Linked DNA regions of Triticum aestivum: region 1 is linked to region 2. A link is a contact called in public Hi-C data. All regions are on one chromosome and are shown on one strand. Each heading gives the region's core, a stretch centred on a gene start, on an enhancer-like site or on the middle of the called end of the contact. The rest is flanking DNA. Distances are from core to core; before and after follow the strand shown. Region 1 holds the start of LOC123166011 (cytochrome P450 78A9). Region 2 holds the start of LOC123164316 (nuclear speckle RNA-binding protein A).

Region 1 (7,395 bases), core at 1,155-3,654, 720 kb after region 2:
CTTCCTTTTATGGATCGGTGGTTAGGAGTCTGTGGGGTCTAGCCCGTATATCTCACCTATGCAAATGTGTACGTTCTCTTTTTATATACGTGATAGTGCTAAGGAACCAGAGACCGAAACCGAACGTTAGTTTTGGCGTGCCTCCGATCAAAGCACAAAAATGGGAAAAGACTCCCCCTATTCTCTCGGTCAATGACAACGTGAGATCAACTCTAACACAACTGATACTTGCATTAAAATAAATATTTTTACATAGGAACTTGTAGTAGTACATCTCTAGGCAGCAAACCGGAAGCACAAGAAAACTGTCACACTCACTTCCTGATAGTAGCTCATAACTACGCAATTAAACATCTACCCTGCTAAGAACAGTAAAGGACAGCAGTACACGTACCAGGGCCGGACCTATTGTAGTAGCAGGTACATTTCCAAAGCGGGACACTACATTACCACTACACTACACGCACTGATAGTAGTAAAGAAGAAGAGGCCAACGTCTACCCTGCCCGCATGGCCCAGCCACGTCATCACACAGCACGCCTCGGCCTCAGCCTTGCCTCCAGCGGAGCTGCCATCTCACACGACAGCCCCAGCACCTCAGACAAGTCCACGCCACCTGGCCCGTCGGACGACGGCGGCGTCCACTCGAACTCGTGCAGCAGCGTGGCAACCCAGAATCCGACGGTGGCGATCGCGAGCGACTTGCCGGGGCAGCTCCGCCTGCCCGACCCGAACGGCGCGAGCCTGAGATCGGAACCCGTTAAAGAGAACTCAGCGCCGGCGGCGGCGTGGTCCGACGATGGCCCGGCGAGGAACCGTTCTGGCTTGAACTCCGCCGGCTTGTCCCACACGACTGGGTCGTGGGTTATGGCCCACATGTTGACCATGACAGTGGTCCCCGCGGGGACAAGTAACCCATCTACGTGGACGTCTGACGTGGCAAGCCGCGCCCACGACAGCAGTGGGCCTGGTGGGTGAAGGCGCAGGACCTCCTTGACCACGGCCTGGAGAAAGACGAGCGAGGCGGCGTCCGACTCGGTCACGGCCCGGTTCGGCCCGACCACCCGGTCCAGCTCCTCGTGGACCCTCGCCTGCACGTCCTGGTGCAGCACCAGCCGGGCCAGCACCCATTCGATCACCACTGCCACGGTGTCGGTGCCACGAAAGATCATCTCCTGCAACCCACACAGAAAACATTTCTCGTTATGAGCAAGCTAATTATCGGACACATGCATATCTATTTAAGTGTTCATTCGTGTTTTCCATTTAAGCGTATGAACGAACATACCCAGAGGACGGCGATCATGTCGGCGTCGGAGAGCTTGTCGCTGCCTTGGAGGGACAGCAGGACGTCGGTGAAGTCTACCACGGCGTCGGCGTCGTCGTTCCGGGCGGCACGGTGCTCGTCGATGATCCTGCCGACGAAGCAGTTCACGCGGGGGACCAGGGCGGAGCACCTGGACCGGATCTTCTGCGGGTCGAAGCGTGCGAGCCACGGGAGGTGGTCGGACCAATTGAGCTGGCCGAGCAGGTCGTAGCCTTCGTCGACCAGACTCTTGAGCTCCGCGGCCTCCCCGCTCCCGGCCTCGTCCAGCTCGTACCTCCGGCCGAAAACGGACCACATCACGTTGTGCAGCGACGCGCGTTTCAGGAACCGCCGCGCCTCGACGTGCTTGACGCCAGCGCCGCCGACGGGCCTCATGGCATCCACCATCTGGCGTGCGATCACTGCGCGCTGCGCGGCGGAGGCGGCCACCTGCCGCGGCGAGAAGAGGTGCGAGGACGACACGCGGCGGAGCGTGCGCCAGTAGGCGCCGTAGGGGGCGAACCCGATGGCGCGATGGAACATAAGCCCGTAGGCGGACTCCTTGACCGGCCGGTCGGCGAACGCCGGGCTAGCCAGCAGCTCTCTCGCCACGTCAGGGTCGGCGGTCACCACCACCCGGGTCTCCCCCATGGAGAACGCCATGAGCCGCCGGCGCCTGACGTTTCCCGCCGCCGCCGCCGCGAGCTTCCGGTGCGCGAGGCCGGTCATGAGGCCCATGCTGCCGATCACGGGGAAGCCCCGTGGCCCCGGGATACGGGCCTCGCCAATGCCCAGACCCTTCCTCGTCCACCAATACCTCCCCCACGCCGCACCACCCTGAGACGCCCAGCGCAGGAGCGACGTGACGACGAAGGCGGCGAGGAGAACGGCAACAAAGCCTACCACTCGGTAAGGCTCGCCGTCGCCGTTGGCGCAGCATTTGGCGGCGAGGGAAACGTACAGCAGCCAGCCGCACTCCTCGGATGGAGCCATGTCAACGTACGTGCACGTACTTTTCCCTCGTTCTCGCGCTGAGGCCGAAACACTAGGAGGCCAAATGAAAGGACGGATTGAGCTGGAAAGTCAAGTGCAGTTTGAGTTTGGGAGGACGAGACCGCGGGGCACCGCCTTTTATAGCGGCGGAGTCCATGTAAAGTGATAAATGATTTTTTTAAACCCCTGATCAAATAACAAGAGTCTTACAATTAAAGAAAAGGCATGTCCTATTTTAACCCTTTATTAGTAATTGTCTCACCACATATTTAGAGATATTTTATTATTAAAAATAAGACGAAGAAATAACTCATTGTACAGTACTTTATATTGTCTTCTAACAAATACATGACGGGCTTAAGATAAGATAGTCTTATTAACTGCTAATACATGCCTAATGTGTGCTTGCCTTGTGTCTGTGTGGATAAGGCTGTAAGAAAAGCTCGAGGGCTTGTGAGTGGTTCAAAATTGACTGAAAAAGAAATGAACAGTGGATGACTACTCTATGTAACTCGATCGAGAGACAAGCCAATCTTGACGCAACATTGGCTCGCTCTATACCTTGATAAAATATAATTATATTAAGTATTTCTGGTATCTATTAAAAAAAGGATAATTTATAATTATATGTGTTGTGTATGATTTTTCTTGATTTTATCTACTAGCAGAAACATTAAAGCTTGATTGATAACAAGTTAGGCTTTAATAGCCGTGTGTTAAATATCTTATTTTTTTCTAAAGTTTAAGAATAGACACATGTTCATTTTATTTTCTTGCTAGTTCATCCATGATCTCTGATATATTTTTACTAAATCCTTATCTGGTAGGGAATAATATTTTATAGTGGGTTCTTATGTTGTGTTGTGGCCTTTTTTGTTACAAATGTTCCTCTAAATTATTGGAAGAAAAAAAACTTATTTAGCTCTAAACCCACTCAAAATAGTTACAAGCAGAGCACGAGCTACTTTCTACAACTTGATCTTACGTTTCGTTGAAATCTTAGTATAACTTGAGCCGAGCACTAGTGCAACTCATTTGAAGTTGAGCTGAGCACTAGTGCAACTCATTTGAAGTCGACTCGTCTTCAGCCCTATATATGGCTCGTGAGGGCATCGCCTACGCTACCTCCTAAACGGACATAGTATATGTCCGCGTTCGCGTTCACGAATAGTGATACGGAGCCGGCCATCCAACCCTATCATCAGACATCCAGACACATTGCAAACATAATTTGATCAAACTAGACAATTTTCATGCAAGCCAGATGATTTTATTTAAATCGAACCAAACTCATGGCATTTTTAATATATTTTATTAAGCAAAAATGAACACAACATTTTATAAATCTTTGCCGGCCATGGAGGCGTCCCTGTTCCACGTCCCATCTTTCCCATGTCCGACGAGCTCAGCATCTTTGCCGGCCATGGAGGCATCTCTGTTCCACGTCCTGTGTTCCCCATGTCTGGCGAGCTCAGTAGCCATGAGCTCCGAGAAGTGAACTTGCGAATCGCCAGCAAGGGGAAGAGTAGGACATGGGACACGGAGCTTCCCCGCATGGGAAACGAGATATGCCAAGATCCATGTCCGACCTCCTGCTCTTCCTCGTCGGAGTCAGTCGTGTGGACGTCGCCGGTAGAGTGAGGTCCACGAGCGACACAGACGAGCAAACCTCGTCGTCGTCGTAGCCCAACGCAAACCGCGCGAACGACGCGGAGTTGCCCATGTTCCTGTTCGCTATCCCCTAGCCCGCGTCGCCTTCGCGTCCAAGATTGTGTTGCAGCCGACGTGAGCGCTACTGCGCGTAGCCTCGTAAAGCGCTTGTTTTTGCTTGACAAAGTCGAGGTCCTCCGCTAACGAACTCACCGTACATTGCCCTTTCCACCATCCGGATACGCGAGGAGAGCAGGGTTGTAGCGCCGGTCCTCTTGCGCGAGCCAGAACGCCGTCACCGTCTGCTTCTCCTCCATGACATTGTTAAAATATGTACGCGCATGTGGTGAAGACGGCATGGATCGACGTGGACACGGTGTCGACTCATTGTCAGACACCTTGGTCCACATGTTTGTGGCGATTTGATGGTCGGCGAAGATGCCCTAGTCCCACTACACTACTACTACCTCTGTCCTCGTATATTGGTCCACTTTGTAATCCGTGCCAAATTTTAACCAAATATTTAACTAACAAAATATTAATGCATTAAAAAATTATATTATTGGATTCGTATTTAAACATTTTTAAAGATATAGATTTTTGTGACATGCATAGACATTTTGTTAGTTAAATTTATGGTCAAAATTTCACATAAAATACAATGGGATCAATAAACGAGGACGGAGGTAGTAGTATGATCCGGTGGAGAGAAATATAGTTTAATAATGCAATAATGGCGGGAGTACTACCCCCTACAGCTCCGCTGATCACCTCTGCTTGGTTCCATGGCCACCGCCGCCGGCGGGCGCGCGGGTAGGCCCGACAACCCAGACACGCATAACGGAACGGAGCACACGTGGGTCCTGCGTGGCGCGGCACTCTGCGGTGGGGCCCGAGGGTGTCGAGGGCACGTGAGCTCTCTGTGGCTGCCCAATGCGCAGCCAGCCCGAGCAAGCGACGCGTCAGATGGGACTGGACGCGACGGGCATACGGGCTGGACCGTACTATACCTGACTGCTCTTGCTGCCGCGCGCCGCGCGCCGCTGAGAGCTCAGCCGGTTGTCACGTCCCGTCTCCGCCTCGATGGCGACCACACCGCGGCCGTCGACCGGCCGCGCAGCGCAGGCAAGGTGCATCGCCTGGTCGGCGCGATGTGTTCGCGTCAGATGGCTGCACCCTGTACCTGTGCCTGTACGTTCGGGCGATTAGTTACGAGTCGGGGCCTCGTGCCGGCGAGCAACGCGGGACGCGACGCATCCAGACCATGACGCGCCGTGCGGGGCGGCCGAGTAATGGGCGTTAAATGTGGGCGGATGGGGCTGGGGCCAGGTGCATCAATGGCGCCATCGATCCCATTGATCAATCTAGTTAATGTGTCGTTAGAGTGGGTTCAATTCGCTGGGGTTCGTGGCAGCGTGACGTGTCCAGGGTTTAACAGGATATCGTCGTAGTAGTACCAACGTACGACCACTCATCAAGGCCGTATCCTTTTTTTCCCCTAAAAAAAATCAAGGCCGTACAAAAATTTTCTAAAGAAAAGAAGAAGACTCATTCCACAAAAAGGCATACAATATTGGACCTGGAAGTTAAAGCAAACGCCACTAGCAGAGAAATTGCGCTTGACAATGGGTTTTCGACGCACGCTTGTGGATGAAAGTGACGGGGCAGTGGAGAGGCCTAGTGCTATCTCCACTAAAATTTTGCTAGAGTTAAACGAGATTGAAAGACGGTTTCTATTGATTCTAAGAATGTATACATATGGAAGAGATAAGAAGAAAATATGCTCGTTCTTAGGATGATAGAAGGGACATGATCGTTCCGGGTTGATGAATGGGTTGATATGGACCTAAAGGGGGAGAACAGGTACAATTATAAATTTTAATTCTTACATAACAATTCTAGGCAATAATGCGAAATATGAAAATGAGCCTATCAATTACAAAGATGAATCTACAAATCTCACGGCCGCCGCCTCTTCCTCCTCCTAAAAAAAGCAGCTAGGGTTTCTGCCTCTCGCCGGCTCCGACGCAGGTCCGCCTCGTCTCCGGTGGCCCTAGGGCCATGGAGACGCGGTGGATCCTGCCAAGGACCGGCGGGAGGGCTTCGCTTTTAGTCATTTCTTTTAACTTTGTTAGGGTTTGCGTTCTGCTCAGGAATACGAAAATGGCGGCGGCTTTCTGGAGATGGAATAAAGGTCTCCCCGCCTAGCTCCCGTTCCAGTGGTGCGTGTAGCATCGTTGGTGGGCGTGTGGAGGTGTGTCTCCGGCGGATCTATCTTTGGTGGATTTGCACGTATCTCGTTTGTGTTCGTCTACGTTCGTGTGTATTCGGATTGGATCCTTCCGATCTATGTTATTCTTCATCCGCGGCGATTGTTGTTCTGGTGCGCTGGTCCTATGGGGCCTTAGCACGACGACTTCCCGACTGTGTACTACAACAAGTTGTGCCCGACTCCGACGATGGAGGGGCGATGATGGCGGCGGGCCTTTGGCTCGCTTCAGTGCTTGTAGTCGTCGCTAAGTGGTCTACGGATCTGGATGTAATTTTTATTATTTTTGGTATTCGCTGTACTGCCATGATTGAAGATGAATAGATCGGAAGATTTCCCGCAAAAAAATTACAAAGGTGAATCTAGTGCAAGCAATATATATTCAACAACAACAAGTAGCAAAGTAAGCAAGCACAATATAATGCAAGTAAAGATTATGTGGGCACGCTGGTCGACGCTCCCAACTTAGAGAGTACATGGCGCGAGAAAGAATTGACGTGGTAGCGCTCCAGGAAACGATCAAACCCGATTTTACCTTTAGAGACCTCTCGGCTTATGACCCTCTCCAGCGCTTTTCTTGGAATTGGGTGCCATCATCTGGCCACTCTGGTGGCTTGCTGTTGGGTTGTAATAATGATATTTGCGATGTTGTATCTTGGGAGCATGGCTCATTTTTCATTTCTGTTACGATTAAGCACCGCATCTCGTTGTCTTCTTTGGCCATCGTTTGTGTCTACGGCCCAGCAAATCACTCTCGGTTGGCTGATTTCCTGGGGGAAATCCAAGCTTTGGTAGGGGCCAAGCAAGCCGACGCCATTCCCATCAAGGATGGGGTGCCAACCACGGGAGCGAGGCCAAAAGAGCTAGGGAAGCTCTGTTAGAGGAAATCAAGCAGCTTGATATCCTGGCCGACGCAGGTGCGTTTTCGGAAGCGGAATGGACTAACCGCTACGCCCTCGAAAACCAGGTGCTCTCAATTCTTAGGGAAGAAGAAGAGTACTGGCGTCGTAGGGGGGTATCAAGTGGGTCACGAAGGGCAACGCAAATACGGGCTACTTCCATGCTTATGCTAACGGCTGTAAACGCAAATGCACGATCCTTAGGCTCCAATCCGAGCAAGGGGTGCTAGTTCTCCAAGATGAGATTTCCGCCCACATTTACGACTTCTTCCTTGGCC
Region 2 (6,663 bases), core at 656-3,155:
GTAATCTTTACCTAATAATAAAGCTACTGCTGCTTCTGGTCGTATGTTGTAGGCATTTTTGTAAAAACGTCCCTGTGTTTTTTTGATATTCAACCCACAGTCCTATTTTAAGTGGCAAAATGGAACATTTTTCGAATTTTATGCAAACCCCCTACACTTTTCAGGTAATCAACCTGCAGTTCACTTTTAAGTGACAAATTGGATCTTTTTTGCGTTTTTTATAAAAAAACACCATGTCTTTTATGCTAATTAACCCGCAGTCTACGTAGAACAAATGTTTTTTTTGAAATATCCATATCTTTTAAACCATAACTCCAATTTTAACATGTTATACATGAAATTTGATTAGAAAGATGAGTAGAATCCGAATATGATGTTATTTTTACCTCTTAACTATTTAAAAGAAATGCTATTTAGAGTGCAACCTTAATCAATAGCGTACAAACAAATTGGAGACGAAATAAATGTAGCAAGAGAAAAACCTCGTCTTATGCCACGAGAGAGACGGTTTATGATTGACCACGTTCAAGCGCGTTGTGGTTCTATAAGCACTATGATCATCGTATGCAAGAATGCAACGACGGACAAATGTCAACAAGATAGGGTGTCATGTTGAAATAAAGAACATGTACCTGTTGGTTTCTTGACTCATGATTATTTGGGTTATGGGTATGTGGTATCTTCTTCTCTCGTTGCAACCCACGGGTTTTTTTGCTAGTACTTTATTAATACATGGTTCACTTTTTTTTGAGGGAATACATGGTTCACTTTATACTCTCACAATACTTCTTGGATCCGTGCTGCAGCTGAGTGTTAATATATAACCCACTTGCGAACCAGCCTGTGGTTGGATAGTTAGGAGCACATTGCTATCTCGTGCCCACCAGAGTTCAAGTCTCAGACTTGACATTGATGCTCGCATTTTCTTGTACTTATTCAGACTTCCGATAATGTGCGTTTAGCGGGAGGAGACGTTCCCGTCGACTATGAAATTCGGCCAGCGGTCCGATTGTTAACGCTTTCTTTTAACAAATGTTAAACACGCATATAGAAAATATTTCTGTTTTTAAGACAAAAAATGTACAATGTTTATGGGAAAAGTAGACATCAAAAGATATATGTTTTTAAAATATTTAACCATGTACTTTAAAAATGTTAAACACACATATAAATGTTTGTATACAAAAAAAGTACAATGTGTATGTAGAAAATAGACATAAAAATATGTTTAATTTTTTTAATCACGTATCTGGAATTTTTTAATGTATATATAAAAAACATTCCTGATATATAAAAATATAAAATATGTATGAAAAATGTACTCATAAAATGTTAAAAAGTTGTTCAAAATGTGTATGAAAACAGAGAAAGAAAGAAAAAATCAATGAAAATATACTGGTAAAAACAGAGAAAGAAACGAAATATCCCCGTGAAAAACAAAGAAAGAACAGAAAAATGAAAAAAAAGGTGAATAAAAAAATAAATGAAACATAAAAGTCACGTAGAGGAAACCGAAGCAACAGCGAGCCAGCAGTGAGCAAGTGATGATGATGTATTGCACGAATACAGGCTGGCCTAGTACTGTATCACACAGGAAATCTTTCAGGCGAGACTTTATTCGATCTCGCCGTGAGCGAGATATAGCTCCTGCGAGCATACTCAGCTGGCACCATTATGCTTTTTTGTTTTTGTTTTAGGCAATCCATTGTGCTACTACTAAAAAACTATCACAGCGGCCCATGCATGATGTGGCCCGAACCGCCTGAGCCACGCATATTGGATCACGGCCCGAACGCCGGAGCCGTTCGGTCGCGAAGCTTCTGCGGCCCAGACGAACATATGGTACGCTTTCCTGACAAACGACCGCCACGTGATGCCATCCGATCTCTCTTTATCTTTCTCTCTCCTACACGCCGAGACCAAACCGAAACACTTTCTCTCTCTCCCTTGTTTCTCGTGCTCGGAAACCCTAGCCGCACGAAGACTTCGCCTCGCCCCCACATCGCCCGCCGTCTGACCTGCCTACGAGGGCGAACGATGGCCGCGGAGAACTACTGGAGGTACGCCGACGCGCGGCAGCAGCAGGCCATGGTGGCGGCTGCGGCGGCCGCGGCGGGGATGGCCCCTGCAGCTACCGTTGCGCAGGCCGCGACGGCCGCGGGGGGCATGCAGCAGCACCAGCACCAGCACCAGCACCAGCAGGCGGCGATGGCGCAACAGCAGCAGCAGCAGCAACAGCAGCAGCAGGCGGCCGCGCCGTCGCTTAAGCGCGCGCGCCCAGACTATGGCGGTGAGTTCGCGGCCCTCGGATCTGCCCCCTAGAATCTAGATCTGGATCCTTTTGTTCTCGCTATGATGGTTGTTTTGCTCTTTATGTCGTTGTTTGTGCTTGTGCGTCTGTATTGTCTCGTGGTTAGTGGTAGTTTTGGTTTTATATAGTTGTAGATGAGATATTGCTTAGATCTAGTAATACGGTCACTAATTTTGTAAACGTCGTAGCGGGTTTAGCCTATATGGGGGTAATACTCCAGCATTATCATAGCACTAGATCGATACCCGTACCAGAACTACTACCTTTTATTTTAGAGTCTAAAAAAGGGTTGATTTTCTACCACAAATCTGTCCGGAGTATTTTCAAGAACGATACCGAGAGATGCTTGCAGGCTTGAAAAACTCAAGTGATACATGTGGTAAATCTGCTGATTGGACTTTTGGTGCAATAATTGTTGCCACATCACTTCGTCTCCCCGGTTCCGTTGCTAGAGGAAAAATAATAGATGTACTCTTCAAATCTGGCTCTCGTAGCTCAATTTTAGTCAGAGCTTTTTGTTGGTTGTTTGGATTTCATTATACCAGTTTTTAATAGTTAGTACCAAATGTGTGTGTGGATCAATGGTGTGTAACGACTGGTGTTGCCTGCCTTATAAGAAATCCTGGAGTTCTCATGACAGTTAAATGCTTGTATGTAGCTACTCTAACTTCTCTAACTGTTAGTGTGCTTCCATATTTTCTCCTTGTAATTATGCCCTTTTTATAACTTGTTTATCTACTGAATATTCTTAGTTTGCTGGTTATATTAATTAAAGATATTGTTGGCTAGTGAGATTTACATGAAACCTTGTTTTTTTTATTGTTTTTGCAGATGGTCCTGGAGGACAAGAGATGGCTGGATATTATCCGCGGGAAAATGCAGGTTACCACTCACTTAGAGACAATGAAGCAATTGGAGCATCTTACGACCGCTACTTACGCAATGGGGTATTGTTAACTTCGTTGTAAGAACTCACATAATTATTCTGAGCACTTTGTCTTGATACTTTAGCCTTGTTCTTGTGCTTCTAGATGCCTTCTGTGGCAGCCAATGAACCAAGTAGGGCAGTTGTTGGTGCCATGGGTGGAGCTGCAATGGTTGGTGGTGGAATGAGTGGATATCCTGTTGATGACCACCGTATGATGGGTGTCGTTGGTATGGACAGCAGAGCCATGGGGTATGGTGCAAGACCTGAGCCTCCTCTTCCCCCGGATGCATCCAACACCTTGTATATTGAAGGTCTGCCTGCAAACTGCACCCGTAGGGAGGTTTCACGTATCCTTATAAGCTATGTTGCTACCATGATGTGCTTAACTTCATTTCTTAATTGATGGTTGAGTATTCTTTGATGTCACACCACTGATATTCATCATATAGTTCCTTTCCTGTTGGTTAATGACACTCTTGTTCTTGCAGCCTTTATCTTTGTTGTTCAGTCCCTCTCCATTTATTTTATATGCCCTGACAAGCTGCTTGTTCAATATGATGCACCAGCAGAGAATTTAGAAGTGTATCATCTCGCTCCATAAGTGCTTTTGCTCCTTAACCTTCTCCACTACAGATATATTCCGCCCTTTTGTTGGTTTCCGTGAAGTGAGGCTTGTCAACAAAGAGTCAAGACACGTATGTATATTTTGCCCTTCTGTTGGTTTATTTGTGTTAAGAAACTGTATATTATATTTTAATGATGACATATCTTGACCTGTCAACTTTGCTGCAGCCTGGTGGAGATCCTCATGTCCTGTGTTTCGTTGATTTTGATAGCCCTGCCCAAGCTACTATTGCACTTGAAGCCCTGCAAGGTGAAAATACTTGTGTTTGCAGATTTGGATTATGTAGTTGTATAGATAATCATACTTTTATCTCTGATAATATTCAGTATTGTATGTTTTCATTTTTGGTTTACATATTTGTGCATTCCCCATTAGTTTGTTCTCAAGCTTGCTTTGAAATTGGTAAGCATGATCAATTGTCTGTTGTACTTTCTTTGTGCAATATCTGCAGCATAGGTAGATTGTGCTTTAGGGATAGTGACCAGTTGACCTTAGCTGGCATTAATAGCCAAAAACTCACCTTTCGCTGCGCTGGGATAATACTAGAATATTTATTCGGACCATGATTTTTCTAGGGCATTTTATTGTATGTGTAGAATTTGCAATTTTGGTTCTAGAGATTAGTGTGAAGTCATTTGACCATCTATACGTTGCTCGGCTCTGCAGTACTGTACAGTTCGAACATCCACGTCAATGTATCCTTGCCAATCTATTCCAGTTTATAGTTGTTTCTGTATCTCTTTTCCTATGTGTTGTTGGATCTAATGCTCACACCTGAATCCTTGATGGCATGGCGTTAACGTTTGAGGTTCGTTATGTTGTCCCAACGACGAAGCGAAATAAACCGTCACGATTCATTTTGCAGGTTATAAGTTTGACGAACACGATCGTGAATCAGCCCATTTAAGGCTGCAATTCTCGCGCTTTCCTGGTCCGAGGTCAGCTGGCGGGCCTCGTGGTAGGCGTTAAGTCGTGCGGGTCAGGCGGTTGACGAACCTACCGTTTATACGAGCGATCGAACCTGCTTGGTGTAACGCTTTGCGCCGAATTCTCCGCCGGTGGCTCGTAGGGTTCGTCAGCCCTTGTCGTGAAAGCGTGAAAAGGACGATGCAATAATCTCGCTGTTCAGTATCCATTAGATTCTCGGGGTCGCATGTGTGTCTGCTTTAGTATTTATGGTCTACTGTATTTTGTTATCTCGCGGCGTGACCCAGACAATATCAGTCTTTTATCATGTGTAACGCTAACTTTCTTAAAGCACTTGCTCGTTTGTTTAGCCGTGCTAGTAATATCAACTCTTTTCTTCGTCTTGCACATCTGTCCATATACCTAGGTTAATATGTATATATCCTTTATACTGCCTCTGTTTCTAAATATAAGTCTTTTAGAGATTTCAATACAAACTACATATGTTTGTATATAGACACTCATTTTGCTCCTAGTCCCTTATTGGAATCTCTAAAAATACTTATATTTTTGAACAGAGGGAGTACATGTGGTTGCTCTGTGGTAGTGATCACCTCTCCCCACCTTAATTAACTAGTGTAGAATTAGGGGGCTCTCCTATTATAGTTCAGAGTTGCATGCCTGGCGATCGTGTTAAATGTCAAAGTGGTCATGAACTAAGGATTGTCAAGCATATTTGAACAACCAAGTCCACTCTCCTAAGTATTTGCATATAAGTTGCCATGTATTCAAGTCTAGTCACGCAAGTTTAATGTCCATGCATCAGGAACTAGTTGGCAATATCTGGATAACCTTCATATTTGTTTGATTGATCAGGAAGTTATGACTTGAATTGAATCAGGGTTGGTTTGTTGGTGCTCATGGAAGTAGTTCTACTGATATGTCCCTCACCTTTGTTGTTATTTTTGGGAAATGCTTACTTGATTTACTTACATGTTGCATTTATTCACATTTCCCAATATATGAGCCCTCCCTTTTGTCTTATATGAGCCCGTTGTCATTGATTATACCCTGTAAGATCAGTACTTATTGTTGTTTCTGTATATATATTTGACCATATATTATTTGTTGCATTCATGTCTGAATGCCCACACATGCTTGAAAACTCATAACCTGTTATTAAGATTTTACTAGGCAGAAATGAAACTGTTGGTTATTTTCCCCCTTGTAAAGACCGTTTTACAAAAACACAACTGCCTACAGACTTTACAGCATACCCTGACTGAAACAAAGTGTGATGGAAACTTACTGGTCACTTGATCGAAGGGGCAATCATGTCTCCTAGCACTTCCAGAATTATCCAGAACACCAAATGTTACGATCAGAGCTAGCAGCAGAGATGTAGCAAAGCAGCTGATTGAGATCCCAGTTAAGTTCACCCCCTCGTGCTGGCTCCCAGCTGATCGTGGCCACGGTTAGCCTGACCGTGGCCACGGAGAGCTAGAGATGTGTACCTGCCGCCAGATGTGGGATACGGTTACCATAATTTTCCTTGTAATGCGAGGGTCACTCCATATATTCATATTGGAGCCAGCCCCAACGATAAATCGCGTGTGGACATCACGTGAGTTCGGTATCCACACCGTGAGTTCCCACGTGATTCCAATACTTTGAGCGTGTATGACATTTTCCATCCATCGTATACAAATTCCATTTTATCTCTAACCTCTCGAGGAGTTGGCTCACATGGTAGCCTAACGCATGGAAACCTGGCAATGGTTCTGTTAAGATAGAGATCGACAGAGAACAATTGAGATAGATGTAAAGTGAATCAGTGTCCTTTCATTAGATGATTGTAGGTATTTATACTGGCAGAAGGTATTCCATTCGGGA

What was found. Hi-C and Micro-C count contacts between places; a contact is called where the count stands out from the background.
Region 1: a Hi-C map of leaf shows a contact between it and region 2, with 2.5 times the contacts expected there. The contact joins the promoter of LOC123166011 here to the promoter of LOC123164316 in region 2. A contact is called at or near these places in 2 of 5 Hi-C or Micro-C datasets (both in leaf).

Annotation. Positions count from the first base shown.
Region 1 is chr7D:260,242,021-260,249,415 of IWGSC CS RefSeq v2.1, forward strand. It overlaps LOC123166011 (cytochrome P450 78A9), which reads right to left and starts at 2,405. Exons shown (of 2, transcript XM_044583770.1): 1 at 1,289-2,405; 2 at 207-1,175. The coding sequence starts at 2,299. The coding sequence ends at 528.
Region 2 is chr7D:259,522,006-259,528,668 of IWGSC CS RefSeq v2.1, forward strand. LOC123164316 (nuclear speckle RNA-binding protein A) reads left to right here and starts at 1,906. Exons shown (of 6, transcript XM_044581739.1): 1 at 1,906-2,290; 2 at 3,143-3,258; 3 at 3,343-3,586; 4 at 3,873-3,934; 5 at 4,032-4,113; 6 at 4,730-5,178. The coding sequence starts at 2,038. The coding sequence ends at 4,833.